Linked DNA regions of Mus musculus: region 1 is linked to region 2. The links are chromatin contacts, called in public HiChIP or PLAC-seq maps. All regions are on one chromosome and are shown on one strand. The core of a region is the stretch at or near the end of the contact, and the rest is flanking DNA. Distances in the headings are between cores, read along the strand shown. Region 1 has its middle 51 kb from the start of Gm25833. Region 2 has its middle 320 kb from the start of Gm25833.

Region 1 (3,878 bases), core at 961-3,460, 270 kb before region 2:
ATCAGAGAAACAGGAAAAGTAACTAAGGTAAGGAGATAGTAGGGCAAATAACTAGAAAGAGGAGCTTTTGCTCCTTTTTACACTGAAGATAATCCTTTCCTTAGACTTCTATGAAGGAGACTCATGTCCTCATGTTGAACTTCTTGATCATGCATCTTAAACATCCAATATCATAATGCTTTTGTGGGCAGATCTTAGTGATCCTACTCTTTCTGCATCTCCCATATTTAGCTCTTTCATATTCATTCCTGTTTATCTGTCCCTTCTACTTCCTTGATCTCCACTGACCTAAATACTATCCTTGAAAATTATATTCTCAATGTCTCTGTGTAGGGGAATGCCAGGGCAGGAAGGCAGGAGTGTTTGGGTAGGGGGAGCACACTCATAGAACCAGGGGATGGGGGAATGGGATAGGGGGTTTCCAGGGGGAGACCTGGAAAGGGGATAACATTTGAAATGTAAATAAAGAAAATACTCAATAAAAAAGAAAATTATATTCTTCTTGTTGCTGAGGCAGACTTGGTGGTGGTACAACATGGCATAGAACATAAAATTGAGGATCTATTAAGAGTTTATTAGGAATTAAATCTCCAGTTTTGAACGTGGTATCTTATGCGATGAGAAGTCACAAAGATATAAATAGTACCATGAAGCATACAATGAATAATATGAAATACTTACAATACAAAGTGAGCAACGAAGGGAACTCAGGGAACTCAGAATATTCCTGGTACTATAAGGCTTTGATTAAAGTTCTTTGTTAGAACACAGATACCTGTAGGAACAAGATTACCTAGGTGAAGATAAGAGACTCATCCTTCCAGGCAATCCTGACTCAACATCGATTTTAAGTGTTCCTCATGTCCACATCAAGAGCATTTCAGGATCAGAAGAAGAGTAAGTATTTTTGTGATAAATAACATCAAAACTGAAACATGAAATGATTGTAAAAGAGACAACCCATAAAGGGGATAGAAAGCTAATTGTTTTGTAACACAGTGATGGACATTTTGCATTTGGTGAAGAATATGTACACAGAATATATTTGGAAGTATAAAATCTTATAAAATAACTGCTTCCTTTTTTTCTATTTGTGTAGAAATTCATTGAGTTCTATAGATTTTGATTCTGGATAGTTTGGGTGTGTAGTAATATTATTTATCTTCAAATTTTTATGATACAATTTAGAATTTTCTTTTTCAAACCTATATGAATATATAGTCCTTCTTTAAATTTTTGGGGTTATTTAAGGATGCCAGTCATCCTTTTTAATAGGAATATACTCTAGAAAGAGAACTAAAGGAAACAGAGAGTGATAAAAAACAACATAGGACTTTTATAATCCCACTGAATCAGTTCTTTGACCAATAAAGAGTAACATGTTGTCTGAAGGCATATATATATATTTTTTTTCTATTCTTCACTGTCTTGGATATGTGAGTCCTCTATGATTTAGGGTGAGTCTATTTGATGAGCCAAAATAATACTGTAGGTGGCTCCAGCCTTGCATACCCCAACTGATTTGCATGCAATCAAAGCACAGCCCACCTCTGGGAAGATTTATGAGAGAGTTTTTACAGCATGTATAGAAGTCATTCTCAGTGACGATAAAGCAACAACCTGCTTTCTGAACTACTAGCCCTTCTGTTACTCTGCTTTTCAAATCAGTAAGACATTAGTGGAGTACATTGTTGTGAATGCTGCCTGGCTTTTTATGGAAATTATCTTACTATAGGTTACTATAGTTAGTTAACCTTACTATAGGTTAACACTGTATTCAACCTCAGGTGTAAGATGTAATACCCAGATGAACCAGACTCCATCCACTCTATCTGCATCTAGTGGAGAACAAGTAATTATCAATTGTTGAGCCAGTGAGAACATTAATAGTTGGTCTTCCTGGCACCAGCAGATACCAGGGAATGCTCCTCAAATATTGATCTATAAGGCATCCACCTTGCATACTTGGGTCCCATCGAGGTTCAGTGGCAGTTGATCTGGGGCAGATTACTCTCTCATCAGCAGCAGCCTGCAGCCTGAAGACATTGACACTTACTATTGTGTACAGACTAAGAGTTTTCCCCTTACAGTGATACAAGTCATAAGAAAACCCTCTGATTATTCAGCAGTGTAACTCTGAGCTGCCTCAGCTGTTGCATGAAGTGTCTGCACCTGTTAATACTTATAATACTCTCCTGGGATTTGAAAACCACTGTGAGAGTTGAGGGACACTGGCAGTGTGATCTGTCTGCTTTTAATTCTCCTTTCAATCCCATGGGTGTAGGGGTGTTAAAATGTCACACATTTTGCTCAAGAGCAGTTTATTTTATGTAATCCTAGCTGTGTTGTTTTTGCAATTCATTCAGTAAGGAAGATTGTTCATTTAGAGAAGTGATATCTGGATAACAAGATGTTCATGGGCTGTGAATTCCTATTGGATTCTGTGATATTGCTTGAAACTTACATTTAATGTAGTTGACATTAGCTTGGCATATAATTATGGTAGGTTTGAGAAATCTCAGTTTTGTTTATGTCAAAGGTGGAGGAAGTAGTTCAATGGGAACAGACCTTGGGTATATGTTATATTTCGCTATTTCAAACATAACTATTGCTTTCAGACCCACCATGGTATAAATGGTGTTACTCATAATGCCTTCCCTCTCAATAAGGCCCCCAAATTGAGAAGATTGTTCAAATTACATCTGTGCTTCTTAAGTTGTTTCTGTCAAGTACTTTCATTATGGCAATGCAAAGGTCACTAACACTAGGGAATTATTATTTCCTATCATTTAAAGAAAGTTAATAAGTTTGTGGTTCTTAGTGATCATTCACAGTATACCTGTACAAAGCATGCTTTCTTTCTCTGATGATTGAGTGTTAGTACTGTTTGTTTCATAAAACACTACTCTGTGAATTTCCAGCTCCTAAAATATCAACCTATGGAACTTTATACAAATGATTAAGGTTTCCATTATCTAGAACAGGACTGAAAATGAGAATGTTATACAAAAGCAGAATGTGGGAAATATAATATTGGAAGTACTGGTAATCATAGAGTTGACAGTAGATTTTTTTTTATAAGTAAGCATCCTTATTGAGTATCACAGTGAGTAGAAAAGGAAGAATGGCATTGACTACATAGCATTCTTATTCACATTTTCATTTCTTAATGTGCAAATAAGCCAATACACAATCAAGAAGACAGAGTGCTAATTCTATTTCTAATTAGCTGGCTGGTTACATAGATTAGAATCTGTTGGTTTATTAACTATTTTGACCAATAATTTGTTTTTCTAATATAATCTTCCATAGTATTGTTTATTTCAGCACATTTTAATGAGATTTGAGAATCAAATTAGGAGCGAACAGTATCAACCTGCAACTATAAGCAGATGGTTGAAGAGATGTAGAATATAGAACTACCTTGGTCATCCTATTGCACTATACAAACAAATTTCTGGAGAACATGTTCAGCCATGTTGTTTTTTATTGCCCAATGAGCCAATGGTTTCTAGAAAACTCACATAATCTACCTGACATATAGCAGCAAATTTTCTGACCTTCAGATACCACCTTATAAAAGACAGTTAATGGATATAATACAGATTCTACATTTCTGTATTAGAGTGCCTTTTCATGTGTAAAGTACCCTCACTTTGCTATGTAAACAAAACTGATGGTGCAATGCAGATGTATATAATGACCTATGCACTGATGAGCAGATATAAGTTTCTGTGCTAAAGAATCAGCAGATAATGAAACAGAGTTAGGCTGTTGCATCTATGAAAACTTGAGAATGTCCTGGTAAACCAGGTTGCATCTGAAAATAGTATCAGGCAATAGAAGCTACAGCAATTCAGACATAGTGACAGCCATAC
Region 2 (3,978 bases), core at 1,030-3,529:
AGTGGGACTTGGTAATGTGTAAGGGTCACCCAGGTGGTACTGGTTTTGAAGGCATGAAGGGGTCACGCAGAGCAGCTGAGGCTTGGCACTGTGAGAGGCCATGGAAGGCATTGGTGAAGATGCAGCCTCAGTTGCAATTGACGGCCCAGGACTGAAGGGGTCATGCAGTGTTTTGGAGATGCCAGTACCATGAGATGACCACCAAGAGCAGCCGCAGCAGTGGAGTCCAGGCATCTGGAGCCTAGAGGATGACGTGTGTGCTACAAAGTGCATGGCTGGAGAAGTGACCCAAGCCCTTGGAGGAGCCCAGAAGATTGTGAGTTGGATCCCAGACATTGGATGGTTAGAGATTGACTTTTGCTTTTGATTGTGACTGTGCTCTGATATTTTCCCTCTTGAAGGAAGAAACTATTTTAGTGGAGCCCACAGTTAAGATATTTTTAATTGTAAAAAAAGACTTTGGATTTTAGAAGATACTGGACATTTTAAAGGGATTGACTTTTAATATGTAAAGACTGTGGGACTTTTAAAGTTGTTTAGATCTTGGGGATGAATAAGAAATTAAGGGTTGAGGCTTACTAGTGATGTGTTTGTGTGTCAAGTTGACAAGGGGTCAATTGTACTGGCTAGTTTTGTGTCAACTTGACACAGCTGGAGTTATCACAGAGAAAGGAGCTTCAGTTGAGGAAATGCCTCCATGAGATCCAACTGTAAGGCACTTTCTCAATTAGTGATCAAGGGGGAAAGGCCCCTTGTGGGTGGGACCATCTCTGGGCTGGTAGTCTTGGTTTTATAAGAGAGCAGGCTGAGCAAGCCAGGGGAGGCAAGCCAGTAAAGAACATCCCTCCATGGCCTCTGCATCAGCTTCTGCTTCCTGACCTGCTTGAGTTCCAGTCCTGACTTCCTTGGTGATGAACAGCAGTATGGAAGTGTAAGCCAAATAAACCCTTTCCTCCCCAACTTGCTTCTTGGTCATGATGTTTGTGCAGGAATAGAAATCCTGACTAAGACACCAAATATGTTCAATTATAGTCAGCTGATATTTTGATGTGGCTGAAAACAAGACTGAGTGAACTGATGCTCTAAACTGGGTGCCTCCTCTGATTCCTTGAGCAACTGTACCTAAGATGCTTTCAAATGTCTGAGACACCAGGAAGTTTGGGCCCCAATGGTTATGCATGGTTAGCCAACCAGCATGTCCTTGTAAACGTGTCTCTGCCTTTGGGACACATGAAGATCAATGCCTGTTTTCTCCCCGTGATGTGCTTGTCTGCAGAATTCTTGCCTTTCCATTGTTATGATGGGTGCTATATAAATTATCATCTGGAATTCTGTAGCACACCTCATAGGTAAGGAATTTTTTTAAATTAAATATTCAGAATAAACTTTTCTTGATTCAAAAAAGAGTAACTTGGAAATATGTTGTCATAGTGTTCACATTCAGAAATATAACAATATTTCAGCAATAGAGAAAAAAATGCATGTTGTTTTAATTATATCCATTAATATGAATATATTTCATGTACTGACACCATACATGTAGGTTTTGATTAAGCATTAAAATTATGCTCACAAATATATAGTCTATCAAAATTGCAATGTATTTCACAGCTGGCAGCAACATCTAGGAAAAATATTGTAGATGATATATCAAATGTTTTGCATTTGGATACTACCCTGAATAATACTGAAAAATATAATTAAGTTGTTAACGATTTGTTTTCTTATGTATATGGGTGCTTTACCTGCATGTGCCAAACATGTGTGACTCTAATACCCACAGAACTCAGAAGTTGTTGGGTCTCCTGGAACTGTAGATGTTTCAATCCATCATATAAGTTTTATATTGAGCCAACTTGTGCTGCAAGAACAAGAAATGCTCTTCACTCCTGGCGCATCTTTCCAAACAGCCCATGAAAATTATAATTTTAGCTAGATTATGCACTTTTGTAAAGATCACATTTAAATTTTTCCCCTTTCCTTTATCCATCTTTACAACTAACTCACTCCAACTACATAGTAACTTTCACGTATACAGAGGATGAATTTCACAGAAGTATGACACAGAAAATCACACACACACACACACACACACACACACAGAGAGAGAGAGAGAGAGAGAGAGAGAGAGAGAGAGAGAGAGAGAAATTAAATGACATGTATTTATTCTCTACAAAAAAAAAAAAAGAAGAGAGTTCATTAGAGTTCATTATTGCCTGGTCCCTGGTCAGGAAATCAGCTGGTGGATGTTAAGAGCCACCTGGGATAAACAAAGACTAGCATAGCAGATGGCCTTCCTGGAGGTGTCCCACCTCTTTTGTATGTCCTGCCAAGGTTGAGCTCTATGAGGCAAGGTTCAAAACAGAATTCATCCCAGTAATGCTTTTTTTTTTTTCAGGAATGTTTCTTGCAGATGATATGCCTTGCCTGTCATTATTAAATTAATATAGTAATCCCTGGGCATTAGCCAACCCTATCAATTAGATTTCCTACAGATTAACAAAAAAATGAATTTTCATGATGAATTAATGATTCTATAGAATTCCTGATTTGATTAAAATAATTTTAGGAAGAAAGCTTTAAGAGGTGGCTTTAGTTGCTTTGCTAGAAAGATGTAATGAAATTAGACTAAAAATAGAATGGGGCCACTCAACATAACAGTAAGTAAAAGCTGCATAATAAGAAATACAAGAAATCCCTTTGGTTGGCGCCAGCACCAGGTCACCTGGGCAAGGAGTCGGTGGATACCTCCAAGGTCCCTAGAGGACAGCTTCTGAGGCAGACCCCGTTTCGTGCTCCAGACATCCTGGCACCTTCCCTTCCAGAGGAGAGGTGTCCCAACCCCCCTCACCACCTGCACGGGAGGGCTTTGCCAGCGCACCAGGGAAAGCCATCTTGGTTCCCAGATCCCTCAGAGACTAGTCTGCCAAGGTGAGAGTGTTGACTACAGAAGCTAACAGCTTCAGGGACAGGCCCAGTTATGGGCCTTCATCTTCTGCCAGGAGGGAGGTCCAAATGCCAGATATTTGTGCACCTTTCCTGTAAAAGGAGAGCTTGCCTGCAGAGAGTGCTCTGGCCACTGAAACTCCGGAGAGAACTAGTCTCCCAGGTCTGCTGGTAGAGAATAACAGAATCACGAGAGGAACAAGCTCTAACCATAGACAACTATAACAACTAACTCCAGAGATTACCAGATGGTGAAAGGAAAATGCAAGAATCTTACTAACAGAAAATAGAAATCCAAAACACCATCAGATCCTTCTACAAAAGGGTTTAGTGCAGAGTTCTATCAGACCTTCAGAGAAGATTTAATTCCAGTTATTCACAAACTATTCCAGAAAACAGAAGCAGAAGATACTCTACCCAATTCATTCTTTGAAGCCACAATTACTCTGATACCTAAACCTAGACACAACAAAGATAGAGAACTTCAGACCAATTTCCCTTATGAATATTGCTGAAAAAAAATACTCAATAAAATTCTCGCTAACTGAATCCAAGAACACATCAAAACAATCATCCCTCCTGACCAAGTAGGTTTCATTCCATGGATGCAGGGATGGTTTAATATATGGAAATTCACAACGTAATCCAGTATATAAACAAACTCAAGGACAAAAACCACATGATCATATCTTTAAATGCAGAGAAAGCATTTGACAAAATCCAACACCCATTCAAGATAAAAGTCTTGGAAAGATCAGGAATTCAAGGCCCATTCCTAACCATGATAAAAGCAATCTACAGCAAACCAGTAGCCAACATCAAAGTAAATGGTGAGAAGCTGGAAGCAATCCCACTAAAATCAGGGACTAGACAAGGCTGCCCAATTTCTCCCTACTTATTCAACATACTACTTGAAGTCTTAGCCAGAGCAATTCGAAAACAAAAGGAGATCAAGGGGATACAAATTGGAAAGGAAGAAATCAAAATATCACTTTTTGCAGATGATATGATAGTATATATAAGTGACCCTAA

What was found. HiChIP or PLAC-seq counts read pairs in DNA pulled down with a chosen protein or histone mark.
Region 1: a RAD21 HiChIP or PLAC-seq map of pro-B cells shows a contact between it and region 2, with 5 times the contacts expected there. The contact joins two enhancer-like sites. A contact is called at or near these places in 2 of 15 datasets of contacts at CTCF or cohesin (large pre-B cells and pro-B cells) and 1 of 115 datasets of contacts at active chromatin or transcription factors (large pre-B cells).

The regions. Positions count from the first base shown.
Region 1 is chr6:68,479,628-68,483,505 of GRCm38.p6, reverse strand. It overlaps Igk and the pseudogene Igkv15-101. Among named protein-coding and RNA genes, the nearest start is that of Gm25833, 51 kb to the left of the region's middle. Within about 2 kb of position 2,210, at least 11 of the 459 cell types and tissues checked have an H3K27ac peak or open chromatin away from gene starts, as enhancers often do. A contact at or near this core is called in pro-B cells, where this site is marked.
Region 2 is chr6:68,208,337-68,212,314 of GRCm38.p6, reverse strand. It overlaps Igk and the pseudogene Gm4873. Among named protein-coding and RNA genes, the nearest start is that of Gm25833, 320 kb to the left of the region's middle. Within about 2 kb of position 2,279, at least 6 of the 459 cell types and tissues checked have an H3K27ac peak or open chromatin away from gene starts, as enhancers often do. A contact at or near this core is called in pro-B cells, where this site is marked.